2 separate regions of the Anser cygnoides genome follow, and region 2 is linked to region 1. A link is a contact called in public Hi-C data. All regions are on one chromosome and are shown on one strand. The core of a region is the stretch at or near the end of the contact, and the rest is flanking DNA. Distances in the headings are between cores, read along the strand shown.

The links. A called contact is a pair of places that touch in the nucleus more often than the background predicts.
Region 2: a contact with region 1 is called in a Hi-C map of liver, with 5 times the contacts expected there. The contact joins two enhancer-like sites. A contact is called at or near these places in 2 of 7 Hi-C or Micro-C datasets (both in liver).

The regions. Positions count from the first base shown.
Region 1 is chr17:4,018,409-4,025,239 of Taihu_goose_T2T_genome, reverse strand. It overlaps NCOR2 (nuclear receptor corepressor 2), which reads left to right. Exons shown (of 47, transcript XM_066979209.1): 19 at 1,043-1,190; 20 at 4,049-4,613. Among named protein-coding and RNA genes, the nearest start is that of RFLNA, 71 kb to the right of the region's middle. Within about 2 kb of position 3,034, at least 2 of the 3 cell types and tissues checked have open chromatin away from gene starts, as enhancers often do. A contact at or near this core is called in liver, where this site is marked.
Region 2 is chr17:4,169,783-4,176,613 of Taihu_goose_T2T_genome, reverse strand. All of the region lies in intron 1 of NCOR2 (nuclear receptor corepressor 2), which reads left to right. Among named protein-coding and RNA genes, the nearest start is that of NCOR2, 41 kb to the left of the region's middle. Within about 2 kb of position 3,668, at least 1 of the 3 cell types and tissues checked has open chromatin away from gene starts, as enhancers often do. A contact at or near this core is called in liver, where this site is marked.

The DNA of each region.
Region 1 (6,831 bases), core at 1,785-4,284:
CAGCAGCAAAGTTAATGTTTCCGCCACGGCTTTATCTTCTCATCCATGTAAATAAACGTCCTACACACGTCATCCGTGTGGGGCTTGCAGGGAGAGCCGGAGATGATGGGCCTGTTCCTACTGGTAATATTTATTCAAGCAACAAGAGCAGGAAACAATAGCAGAAGCGAGACTTTTCCTTGAGGCCGGCGGGCGGGAGGGAGGGAGCAGTGTGTGCGCGCCCCGTGGCCGCGGCACGTGCCCTGGAGAGCAGGGACGGTGCTGCCCTAGGGCAGGACCGGGGCACGGGGTGTTTGGGCACCTTCGGGATGCCGTGACGCACCCAGTGTCCCCACCAGCAGCAGGAGGCAAAGTCCTTTGGCAGCTCCTGCAGCGGGACGCACGAAAGCCGGTGTGCTCCGGTGTTGGCTGCACTGCGCGTGGGTCATCAGCTCTGCTACCTGCGGGTGGGCGTCAGGATGCGGCCGAGGGCGTTTGTGAAGCTGGAGGTAGTCCCTGGAAGCACGCAGTGCAAACAGGAGCGAGCAGCCCTGTGCCAGTGGCTCCTGCACGTGCATCCTTTACCCGTGTGTCAGCGCTGACCCTGCCCCGGGGGCTTGCCAGGGCTTGAGCTCTGCAGGAGGGAGAGCAGGGGGACGCTGTGCCCCGGCCGCAGCAGTGCTAGATGGATCCTTCACCCACCGTCCAACCCCAAATCTGCTCCGTGCGTGGGGTGCAGCATCCCCAGGGCCTCCCCTGGAGTCGTGCTCCCTCCGGAGGGGCAGCCCCATGTGCAGCGAGTGCCTGGCGTGCGCCGTGTCCTGCTCCGCCCCGAGGGTTTTGGCTGGGCGAGACCGCATCATGGGGCTTTGGGCAGGCGAGTCTGGTCCTGGCGGCCACTTTTTGCAGGGTCTACGTGGGGAGCATCAGGACTCAGAGCTGGGGCTCAGAGCGGTGTTAGTGCCCTTCGCGTCCCTTTGGGCAGGAGGGGTGCTGGCCGCTCCCGCGCGGCTCCCGTCCCGCTGGGCTTTTCCTTCTCACCTTCCTCTGCCTCTTCCCCCAGGAGAAGGAAAGGAACGCGAAGAGGAAGAAGAAAAAAGGCACCGCCGTGCAGAGCGAAGAAGCTGCCTTCCCTCCCGCCGCCGAGGACGAGGAGATGGAGGTGTCGGGGACAAGCGGCAACGAGGAGGAGATGGCCGAGGAGGCAGAAGGTGAGGCGGGTCGAGGCGGGGGACGTGCTCAGCCATCCCAGCATTGCCATGCAGCCACGGCGGAGCAGTTCAGGTGCTGTGTGTGGCCTTTCTGGGGCTGCAAATGTCAGCGCTCCCAGGGGGCCGCGTGTGCCACCCTGAAGCCGCACCGAGGTGATGCTGTCCCGCAGCACGAGGCGCTCGTGACCTTTCGGGTGCCTCGGGATTTCACGCTTGCGAGGACTGCGCTGGATCGCTGCCCTCCTCCCCTGTCCGTCGGGAGGGATGTGTATTTTGGGAAGGTTGTGCAATGCAAAGGCTCAGTCACCAGCCGGCCTCTGCTGGGGACCCCCGGGGGTCTCAGGAGTCAGGGGTGTGCAGGGAGGAGCAGCTCTCGCTGCTGCCTTGAGCTCTTGAGGACCAGGGGTGCCAAGTCACTGTCACCTGAAGTCGCTGCCATTCCCAGTCCTCCCCAGTGCAGCTGTGGTGTGACAAAGCTCTGCGCTCCCCAGGCCCCTCTCCACCCCGCGCGCACCTTGTCCCTGCAGGGTGGCACCTGGGGTGATGCCCAGCGGCTCTTTCTCGCCCCACAGAAGCAAGAAGTGCCCTTCTTGCACCGGTTTATTTCCAGTTTTCATCAGCACACGCTCCCCAGAGCGTTGGCTCTCGTAAATCAGCTTTCTGCTTGTTTTCCTCCAAAAAGCAGGCCCTGCACAGCTCGGCAGGGCACGGGGCCGAGCCGGGGCAGACTGCAGGCACTGCGGGGTCTCGGAGAGAGGCGCAGGGGGAGGCTGCTGGAGGAAACAAAGCAGAGAGCCCCTGGGTGATGCATGAGGATGGATGCAACCCGCCGGGCTCGCACAGCCCATCCCCGTCCCGTCAGGGCATCGTGGCCACCACTGCCCCAGGCGGCTGAGCCCCCCCAGGGCTGCCACAGTCCCTGTCCAGCAGGGCTGATGGACCTCGGCGGGTCCTTTCCTCCCCATTCCCCTTTTAAGGGAGCATTTTCCTCTCTCCCAGCCGTACGAAAGGAAGGAAACAACTTGAAAGTGACAATTTTCAGCTATTTATCGCTTAGAAAGCACGGCAGCGAGTTTGGAGAAAATGTGCATAATTTTCCAACAATAGCCCCATTTGACTTTTGTCAAAGTAATTTAATAACTTAACCAGCACTGCTGGCACCCTGCTGCTTCCTGGCCTTAGCACCCAGGCTAATGGGACTTGAAATTGGAAATCTTTTCAAATCATTGTTGGAAGTGACTCATTACAAGGCAGATTCCAGGTAAATCTTTGTGCGAGGTGATATGTGACTCAGAGCCGCGGAGTAAAAGGTAGTTATTGCTCTTTGTGAGAGTGGCTGAGAGGAAACAATGCGGTTTTGAGATTAAAGACAGATCTCTTGACACTCGCTGAAGCTTTACCTTCCTAGAGCTCCAATCCTCATTTCTCATTCCTCCCGTTGGGCGGAGGGGGCCTGGTTCTGAAGCGGGCTGTTGAGCGGAGCGAGCGTGGAAGCAGAGGCTGATGAAATGTCACGGGCACGGAAATGTCAGAGCGGCGCTCTGCTCGGGAAGGTCGCGGGCTCCGGGGTGACATTCGGAGACCCGTGGGGAGCACCTTGGGGCCGGGGGCCACGCGGCAGGCCCTGGGGTGGGGAGAAGGACTCGGCGCGGGTTGTAGCGTGTGATTAATCGCCTGTGTCCAAGCCGTCTGCTTGCACATGCGAGGCACGTGTGCTTGTTTGCCCGGTGCCCGGGGCTTTGCGGCCAGCCGGGCGCTCCCATCTCCACCCAGCTCCCTTCCTCGCCTCCCCCGCCACGGATTCAGGGCCCAGAGCGAGTGCAGCAGAGCCCAGCGCCCGGCTGAGCCTTTTCGTGGCTCAGCTGCCCCTTTCACATCGGGTAGCACCAGGCGCGGGGGGGCCGAGCGGCTGCATGTCTCTGCCCTGCAGTCCTGTGCCCAGCAAGTGGAAGACCTCGGGTGTGCTCAAAACGCGTGGCTCCTGGGACAGCCACATCTTTGTGTCCCCCATTTTGCTGGCGTCTGAAGCAAAATGGGCTGCTGTGGAGAGAGGCAGGTAAAGGGGCACCTGGGAAGGAGCTCTTTTGGACAGGAGCACAAGGGCTGTGCCCCAAGGGGCCGTGCCGAGGCGTGTTGGGGGCGTTGTGCGGTCGCCTGGCCCTCGCTGCCTTCCTTTGTACAAGGGAGGCCAGGAGGGAGCGATCCCCTTCCAGCTGCAGGCCCCCTCTTCCCGCAGCACCTCCATCTCTCTGGCCTTCCTGGCCCGTTTCAAGCCATGAGCAGATCTGAGGAACGATCCTTTACATTTAATAATTAACCTGTCCTGCAGCACTGGCAGAGCTTTGCTCTCACCGACCCTGACCTCCTTTCTTTCGCCTCTGGCGGCTCAAACAACAACAAACAGGCGCAGCGTTTTGGGATGGTCCCCAGCTGCCCTGGGGGTGGCAGCGCCAGGGACACGCGGGACGTAAGGCGGCGGCCGCGCCGTGCCAGCGGGCGGGCAGCGAGCCGCACAGCTCCCGGGCCCGGCAGAGCAAAACCGAGCTCCAGAGCTATGGGTGAGGGAGGCCAGGAGCGAGCAGCAGGGTTTTCCATCAAAACCCTCCTTCCCAGTTGCTGGGAGCGTGGTTTCGGCTTCGGGTGGGGGTTTGCGGCAGCCGCAGCAGATGCTGAGCTGGGCAAGCCGGGAGACCCCCGGCGCATCTCCGGGGCATCCCAGCCCCGCGCCGCGAGCCCCGGGATCGTCTCCCCCTCGGAGCAACGAGGGCGTTCTCCTCCCATGGGAGGGGGCGGAGGCAGCGGTATGGGAAGTGAGAATCTCAGCCCGATCCTTATTTTTATTTCTTCCCTTTTCTCAGCTGCAGTAAATAACAGCTCCGACACTGAGAGCATTCCCTCGCCGAGGCCCGAAGCCAAAGAGGGAGGCGAAAGCGGGGCCAAGGCACCACCCGGGCCGGGAGGTGACTCCGGCGCAGAACCGGCAGTCAAGTTGGAAGAGGCCCCCACGCCCCCCGACGCTGCCGCCGCTCCCGCGGCCCCCGCCACCAACCCCGCGCCCGCCGCCAGCCCCCCTGCGGAGGCGGCTCCCGAGGCGCCCGGCGGCGAGGAGAAGGCCCAAGAGGAGCTGGTGGTGGACGTGGTGAAAACGGAGGAGCCGGAGGAGAAGGCGAGCGAGGAGCCCTGCAAGAGCGAGGTGAAGAAGGAGGAGGGCGAGGACGGCCAGGAGAAGGACAAGGGGAATGACAAGAAGGCGGAAAGCGGCGCTGGCGGCGGAGGGGCGGCGGGGGCGGAGGGGACGCCCAAGGCCGAGAAGAAGGAGAGCCATAAAGGCAGCAAAGGTGCCGGGGTGAACCCCGACAGCGACTCCAGCGCGACCTGCAGCGCCGATGAGATGGACGAACAGGACGCCGTGGACAAGAGCAGGTAGGGCTGGGGGGAGAGGTGGGGCACTGCGTGGCCCCAGGGCCAGGCGAGGCGTCTGCTGCGTGCGGCAGTGCCCACGTGCTCTCTCCTGAGCTCTTTTTTTAGGAACGTCACCACTGAGGTGCTCCCCAGGCAAAGGGACATGCCCGGCTGTGTCCCCGCGTGGCCGCGGCCCTTTGGCCATCGCTTGCGAAGGGTCCGTGACCCCGCGGGCAGCGCGATGTCCCAACGCGGGGGTGCTGCTGGGCAATGGCCGCAGACAGGTGTTGGGTGCAGAACCGCTGAGTCTGCTGCTCGCAGCCCTGCGGGGTGATGCAATGGAGCCGGACGTGCCCTTGGGGACAGCTGAGTTATGCAGAGGCGTAGACTGGGCTGCCTGCATCCGGGGCTGGGAACGGTTTTTCTGTCTGAGTCGGCGCTGGCAGGGGAGCAGTCACTTCGGGGACGTGTTCCCAGCGCAGAGAGGGGGCGAGCTGCTGCCTTGGCGGAGATGCTGCTGGGATCCGCGAGGGTGAAATATCCGCCCTGGCCATAAAGGGGGCAGGACGGTGAGGGATGTGCGAGCTTTCCTGCGGAAACACCACCGGGGCTTCACCTGAGCCGCTGCGGCCCCGAGCCCCGCAGCCACCCTGGCCGGTGGCCGAGGGGGTCTGCGACCCTCCACGGGTGGCTCTTGGGACAGGGAGGGGAAACATCGGCCTCTTCGGAGGGGAAACGTCCTGTTCCCCTCCCGTCTCTTCCCACCACAGCCTCAGAGCCCTCCCCACCCAAGAGCTTCACAAACGGGACAGGGTTTCCTGTTTTTTAAAGAATATATATAAATACGCGCCTCTTTGTAGTGCTATTCTCTCTGGTGGCTCCCACTTCCATCCACGCTGGCTCCTGGGCCGGGAGGGACCTCCCGCATCCACCCGGCCGTGGCACGGGGGCACGGAAGCCCCTCCAGGCTCCTGCCTCTGCACTGGGCTGGGACCGGAGGCTGGCGTCCTGCATCCAGCATCCTGCATCCCTCCCGAGGGCTTGCAGGGGGCGGTTGGCAGCAAGACGGGTTCTCCGAGGCCAGGCAGGCTGCATAAGAAAAAAAAAGAAAGAGAAAAAAAAAAAACACAAAAGGAAAGCGGCAGGACAAGGCAGCAGGCAGCTGTCATGCTTCTGTGATCTGCCACCCGTAACGGGAGCGCTGCTCTCAGGAGGGCACCGCGGTGGGGGAGTGCAGGTGGGTGGGTGCTGCCGGCGCAGGAGGGTGCAGGAGCGTCCCTGGTGCTGCCTGCACGCCCCCGGGGAGCAGCCCCCCGCTGGAAGCAGCGCGGACGCTGCCGGGGGCGCTGGGGATGCAGCTGGCCCTGGCCCCGTGGTGCGGCCGGGGCCTCTTGGCTGGGGAGCTCCTCTCTGGCGTGGAAGGAGTCCAGCACCACCCCTCCCCGCCCTCCCCTTCCCAGCTGGGAGAAACCTCCCTGCGAGGGGGAGCGAGGCCAGCAGGGCTGTACTCCTCTGCTTGACACGAACCCAGCCGAACACGGGACGGCAGCAGCTTTTACCAGCCTCCCTGCTGCAAAGGAGCAGCTCTTCTTGGGAACGACTTTTCCATCCGGGCTCCGCACTGAGTCAGTGCAAATATCTCAGCCGTCAAACGGTTCCCAGTTCCCGGGAATATCAAACAGTAATCGGGCATCCCTCTGCTGCCCGGCCTCTCCTCGTAGCAGTCCGGTGGGAAGGCGCAGGTGATAGCAGAGCCTGCGGGCAGGGAAAGCTGCAGCCCGAGCAGCCCCGTGGCTTTGTCCAGGCGAAGCGGCCGGCCCTGCCGGCCCACACCGTGTCCTGCAACCAGTTTGCGGGAGCTGGTACCCGCCGTGGTGCGCACGGGGATGCCGCGCGCTCCCTCGTTCGCTCCTTTTCGATGCGGTCTCACAGAACCAGAGGCATGCCTCCCGGTGCGTGCCTGCAGCCCTCCAACAAGCCGTGGGAGTTCAGCTGCCCTGGTTCCTCGCTTCTCCAGCCAGCCGAGGCCGCGTGCCCGCGGGCGGCTACCGCAGCCCCACCGCCGCGTGACTGCGAGCACGCGGGCAGAGGCGACGAAGAGGACGGGGCTGCCGAGATGCCGCGTGAGCCGCCCCGGCTGGGACGGCACCGGGCACGTGGGCGATGCTCGCCCGCCCACCCTGCGCTGCTGAGCTTGTGAAAGCTCCGGGGTGGCCTCAGCGTCTCCCCGAAGGGGATG
Region 2 (6,831 bases), core at 2,419-4,918, 150 kb before region 1:
GAGGGTAGATGTGGGGAGGAGAGGGAGCCCAAATGACCACAGAGCTGTTACTGGCTTGTTAATTTGCTTTTTTTCTTCACTGCTGTTAGTTTTGGGCTAGGGCTTGTGTACGAAGTCCTAGGCAGGGTCTTCAGGGTAGCATACAAGCTTGTCTGGACTTGGGGATCCACAGCTGGCAGAGCACCTCAGGGAGGGGAAGGCTGTTTGGGTGAATCAACGTGGGCATTGCAGAGACGTCTGGGACTGCAGCTACAGCGATGAATAATAAGAGATCTTGTCATGTTTGGGCAGAGTCTGCCTCTTTGCTGATTGTCTCCTTGGGAAAAGGGACCTACAGGCAAAGAACACGAGGCTCTTGCACTCAGTTAATTTTCTCCAGGGATGGCAAATGCTTTGCAAGGCATTGCCCTGTGCTTCTTTATCAGAGGATCTGAAGGCCCTTTGCAAACCTATAATTAGCCTTTGATTTGCCTCAGCACCTTTGTGCTTGCCTCCCTTGTGGCAAGACTGGCAAGCCTTGCTACCCTGCCTCTGCCAGAGAGGGGATAAGGGATCAGAAGGATGTCGGCCGGAGCCCGCAGGAAGCCAGGGGACTTCAGCAAGCCACGAGGTCTTGGTGACTGATACAGCTAAGTGACTTGCACGGGTGCAGTGACCTGAGCAGGGCTCTGCACATTTCATGCACAGTTGCTTTAAAGGGATGCTGATCATTTTCAGCATGACCTGCTAATTATTAGAGCAGATGAAAGACTTTTTTTTTTTTTTTTTAAGTCCTCCTCCCACTGCATGTTCTCTTTTCCCTCCTCCTTTTCCAAGTCTTTATCCAAGCTAATCAACATGATACAAACAGTCTAAAAAGCGGTATTGTTACTACAGCTATTAACTGGGAAGGAGACAGCAGGCATCTGGAGCCTCTCAGGAAGGACTTGCCTGGTGTAACACATTATTTTTAACAGCCGAAGTGAGAGCTGTAGAGTCAGAACAGAAAAGGCTTAACATCCTTTCTTTTGAGATCCTAATACTCAGTGACCTGTATCCTATGATGCAGATTTTTAAGAGCCAAGTATGGAATTTCAGTAGTGATGAGTCTTTCCAGAGATCTGATACATCCCTGATTAAAAATAAATATCTATATCTGTATCTTTTGCTGGTGAGTGTTCAGATGTTCAAGACATGTGGCTGGGTCCTGCAAGGAGAATCTTTCCATCCCAAGCGACAATTTAATGTTAATACAGTGCCCCTAGGCAGCAGAAGGCAGGACTTGGGAAGGGTAATGTTAACTTGGTGCTGTTGTAGTTCCTATGATTGTGTCGAGCTGGAGGCATTGGTTTTTCTCCCATATTTCAAGATTTTCTTCTCTAGAGCCATGGGATAGGTTTTCCAGAGTCCTCTGCTCTTTTTAAATGAACACTTAGAAGTTGTGCTGATGGGGTAATGGAGGCGGTTGGGGTAAGGTAGAGGATGAAGTCGTCTCAGGGATTTCAGCTGTGGTGGTGTCTTGGAAGGAAGCTGTGCAAATGGACATGATGTTTAAATACTGTGTCCTGAATTGCTTTCATTTGGTTCTTATTTTGTAAGCCATTGGCTGGGTTTTCTGTCCTTTCAGAAATCAGCAGCTTCTTATGAAATATGGAGCTGTTTAAAAACAGACAGCAGCTGCTCCATCCCTGCGTCAGCAAGGACTCAGCAGAAGGAAGGGGAATGGTAGACGGTTGTTTAGCTGTGATATTCTTCCCTTCATTGCTGTTGTCATATTGTGTTAACAGAAGGTCTGATCAAATGTACACCAGGAAAGTAAGACTTAATGTTTCTTTGTTCTCCTGGAATGGTGCTGGGAGGGAAGGGGGGAATGTTTGAATGAGACTTTTATTTATGTGGCTCAGAGAGCTTGGTGTTGCCTGTGTCGGTAGATATGTTTTTCTGCTCTTGTTTCTTAGGCTATTCTTGGTATTTTTAGCTGGGAAAAGTCTTTATTTGTTTTCTTTGTAGAAAACCTCCGCTGTGTGACATAAAAACCTCTTGGGGGGTAAATATTTAGTGGAGAGAGTATGCTCCGTTCGAACCGGCTTCCTAACTTGTTTTAAATTCTTTTCGAAAATCTCAGCCAGATTATTTAAAAAAAAAATAAAATGAAAAATGAGGAACATCGTTGCACAAGAACTGGAAGGAACCCAAAGAGTTTGCTTACTGTTAAAATTGCGACATGACTGAAAACATTTGGTAAAGAAAAATTAATTGCCTGGTGTATTTGTGGTTTCCTGTTGAATCTCAATTTCTAGAGGAGGCTGAAAAACCCATGGATGTTTCCTGAGATTACTAGATAGCATTATACCTTGTGTGCATGACCGGAGACCTTCAGCAAAGCGTGCCAGATGTCCCCGGTTTGATGCAAAGGGTCTCTTCCATCCTGAGCGTGGCTGTTTGCTCCTTTTTAATTGGGTGAGCAGAGGTAATGGTCCAGTTCTGCAGCACGGAATGAGCTCTGAACCTGGATGAGACCTCTGGGACCATCCTACCTGTCCTCGCGTTAGTGTTCGGACAGGGCTTCTGAGCAGTTTCCTACACCTTCATCAATCTGGTAATGATCTGCTAATGACTTTCTTCCGACCCAAAAGCTGCCCAAAGAAGGATGCTCATGTGGTCGTTAGCCCCCAGATGTGCCCTTTAATGGGCTCTAAAGCCACAGACAGGGCTGTTTTTTAAGGGAGGAGAGGATCAAGCAGTCATGCAGCGGAGGAAGGGCTTGAATGTGGTTCAAGATCTGCTCTGGCCCATTTTGCATCACTCTTGGATAACGACCCTGTGCCTGTTGACTTGTGAGAGCTTGAGAGAATCAGATGGGAGAAATATCAGGGCTGCCTGGGGACCCCTTCAGGTGCTCGGGGACAGAAGAAGGCTGACCTGGTACCATCCTGGGAGCTGCGGGTTAAAAGCAGAGCTTGTCAAGGCGGCAGTGCTTGCAGGCACCTTGGTGTGGCTGTGCCGCTTCTTAGGGCGCCTTGCGGACCCCGGGCAGGTCGCTGCAGCCGATGGGTGCTGTGGGTCTGGAGCCCCTTTGGGGTGGGCTCGGAGGGGCACAGAGGCTGCTGGGGAGCCCAGAGCCTGGGATACATCCGAGAGCAGCTGGGTGAAGCCCTGGGCTCGAGCCATCTCAGTGGGGGCAGGCCAGGCGATCGCAGCTCCCCTCTGGCCCGCGGTGCGCGCGCCTCGGCTCGATCACGCAGTAGGTGGCTGTGTGTAACGGGTGGCGTCACGTGGCTTAGGGTTGTGAAATCCCTGAGGCTCCTCCGGGTATTCCTGCGGGAAGGGCAGAGTTAGCCCTCGGGTGACTTGTGTGTGGAAACGGTTAATCCCATGAAACGCCAGGGCTGGCTTTCTGAAGCCAGGGCAGGGGCTGCGGGGGGAGCGTGGTTAGCGCGTAGACTGGAGACGGGCTAAAACTCATAAAGGGAAAACGTATGTAGGAGTTTTAGAGCTGTGTATGAGCGTGTTAAAGCTTTAATTTGAGATCGTTTACTGAGATCGAAATGAGCTTCGGCGCAGCTACACCGCTCTCGGGGAGCCGAAGGCAGCTTTCGAGCTGGATGTTAGCCCCGCAACTGCAGGCAGCTCGCTGTTCGAGAACATGCACAGTTGCTTAATATCTGCTTCTAGTTTCACTGGAACACTGTAAAGCGTTTTCTGGTGTCGTTTGAAATAATGAGAAACGTATTTAAAAAGTAATGCTCATCCAACCCTTCAGCTTTCGGAAAGTTTCCCACCCAGCGTGCAACGTGTTTGCTCTTGGGAGGGTGGGAGTTAAATTTTCCTCTTGACTCAACTGTGGAAACTGTGTTCATTTATCATTTCCCAGTTTAGCTCCTGCATTGAAATTATAGCAAGGCTGGAGTTTATTTTTGGCTTGTGTACATTTATCTCCTGTGTATCCTTGTATCTATTATTAGAATCCTGCTCTATTGCTAAATGGATTGGCCGAGCTCTTGGGGACAAAATATCGAAGCATATGACTAGGCTGCAATATCCCTCGGCCGCGCTGCTTCTGCAGTATTCATAGCGACTGGGTTTACCCAGCATTTGTCCTAGCGTTCTTATTTTAAACCCTGAGGATGCAGTGGGCAGAGGCAGCAGATAGGAGATCTGAAATGGCATATCAGTGTGTAAGGGGAAGGAGGGGGGTGTGGAGGGGAAGCTGTGGCTGAACATAAACAGAAAGCAGCCGTGCGCTTCGGAGGCATCGGAATTGCGTGGCCGGGCTTCAGCCCTGTCCTCGGGTTGCTTTTCTGTCTTTTTTTTTTCTTTGATATTTCCATTTCAGGCCCCAAATAAGGGGATGATGAATCCCCTGAAAGAGGACCGGTATGATGGTTGGTAGGCTCAGGGCTTACCATTTCCTGCATTAAGAGAGAAGTTGGAAAATTTTTATGGATTTCAGCCTCGTTTCCAAACCCGTGTGAAGCCGCTGCTGCTGGTCGGTGGCTGGACGTGGGTCCTCAAATCTGTACCTAGCTTTATGGCTTGCACAAGAGGGATTTTCGTACTTCCTCTGATCTCGCTTGCCTCGTGTTTCCACATCCAGCCTGAGCTAGTTGTTTTTTTTTTGGGTTGTTCTGGGATTTGATATGTTTTGTAACCAGCTATTGAATATCTTCTCCGTGATCTCGCTTTGCTTGCAGAACTGTTAGATGGGGTTTGTTCAAGTGGCCTCTTACATTTTCCCTGCCTCTGTCCCACGTCTTAGGAAGATGCGCGGGGTCCCGCGTACTGTAGCGGTGTGCCTGGGGGGGGGGAATAGTTCTTCACGCTTTTTTAGTTTTTTGAATAGCCTGGGCAGTGCCTTTGGCAAGGGTACAATCCAGAGCTCCCTGAAACAATTGCGAAGACTTATTGTTGTAGCACAGCTTTGGATCGTGTTCTTGATGTTGTTTTTCTTCCCTTCTAATTTGTTGCTCTAAAAAGCATGATGAAACGCTTCCCCTGCTCCCCTCTTTTTTTTAATTTTTTTTCCCCTTTTCCTTTTAAGCTGCCTTCCTACGCGTGTGGATTTTCTCCTTCTGTGGCTCTTTGCCATGCGCCAGTTCGGGCCGTGTGTGAGCTCGGTTCTGCTTGGCTGACGTGGGCTCACTGAGTGCACGGGCTGCGTTCTGCCGCCGAGTCTCTTGATCCAGTTAGAGGAAGGCTGCCTGGGAATGCCAGCTTTTGCATCGATGCCTGAATGAGTCGTCTTTTTCCATCTCCTCCCTTCTTTGTGTTCCTCTTCCAGCATCCTTCGGTCCCGATGTACGTGCCACGTGTTTCCCCGGTCTGCCTGTGCGAGCAGCATTTCCTGACGTCAGAGCGGGTTCCTGACGACGCGCTTGGCCCACGCGAAGCTTTTTTTCCCCTGCAGGCTCCACTTGCAGGGGCAGGCATGCCCGGTGTGCATCTCGCCTGGGGCTGGCTGGGTGCTTTTGAAGGCTTTGGCTTGCGGAGCCAGAGGAGGGTTAGCCCTGGCCGTGTGGCTGTGCCTCTGGGCTGGGGGCAGGAGCTCGGTGGCACGGTCAGCGCGGGGCTGGCTTGCCCGAGCGGTTTGGTGCTGTGGCCACAGCTGCTTGGCAGGACGGGGAGAGTTGATCAAACAAAGCTGCTTCCACTAATTGTCAGGCTTTTGTATTTGTTTTTGTGACTTTTTTTTTTTTTTTTTTAATTTTATGAACTTTAAAGCATGCATGACTGAACGGTTTAATTAGCTGTGGGAACTGCTCGAGATAACTCGCCGGGATTTTCTGCAAACCTCGCTGCCCTTCTCGTGTTTTCAGCGGGGCGGCGGTGAGCGAGGAGGCAGGAGTGGCCGCGAGCACAGCGCCGATGGGATGCTATCGCCGGGACAGCGACGGAAGCGACTGCAGCTCGCTGGCGTGTAGGCTGGATGGGAACGGTCCCCAGGGCGGCAGGCAGGCTCGTGGCGGGGCCAGGGTGCTCTGGGGACACCCAGCTGGAGCCCTGCGCCCTGTGGAGCTGCCCCTTTCGCCCAGGTCACCTTCCTGCATGACTTTGTGTTGGGGAGGAGGCCACAGGCATCCTTCTCCTTCCTGAACTGCACTTGAATGTTAGTCCTGAGGTCTCCTGCACTTCCACCCGTCGCCCCAAAACGTCTCAGGGGCTGTGGAGGTGCTGACAGGAGGGATACCGGCAGTGCTGTTAGAGCTGTACGGGCTTCGTGGAAGCGCGGGGGCTCGTCAGCAGCCCCGCGGCCTGCCAGCACGTCCTCGGAGGTGGTAGTGCCGGCCACCAGGCTTGAAGTCCTGCTCCCCGTGCAGTGCGCGGAGGCCCCGCTGACTTGCAGAGGCCTGGCGTTCAGCCCAGGGTGTTCTCCACGTCCCATCGGGAAAGGCGTCGTGTCCAGACCCCTTGCTGTAGCTGTACGTCTGTTTCCCAGAGCTCAGACACCACCTGAGCAGTGGCTGTACACGACTGCGTGCGGCTCCTCTCTGGAGGGAGCAGGGGAAATAAAGGCCGACCTTGCAGTGCTCTGCTGGTTATAATAACAAGGTTCTGGCTTGTGGTTGCACAGCGTTATTAGCAATGGCCAGAATGGTCTTTCTGATGCATTTCTCTTGTGCTCATGGTGGTTTTCTGTGGTCGAATCTGCTTGCTTCATGTTTTGTCCCGAAGCACGAATGGATCGTGTTTGGAGCTGGCTTCCATGCTACGGGGCCTGCTTTGTCCTGACCCCCGGAGCTGGACGGGTTCTGGTCTTGCGGCCTGTCTAGAAGCTGTACGTGATCAAGTGTTTTCAATTAGTTTTGAATTGGTAAGGGTCACGGATATTATGGCAGAAGGTTCGTTTAAAAA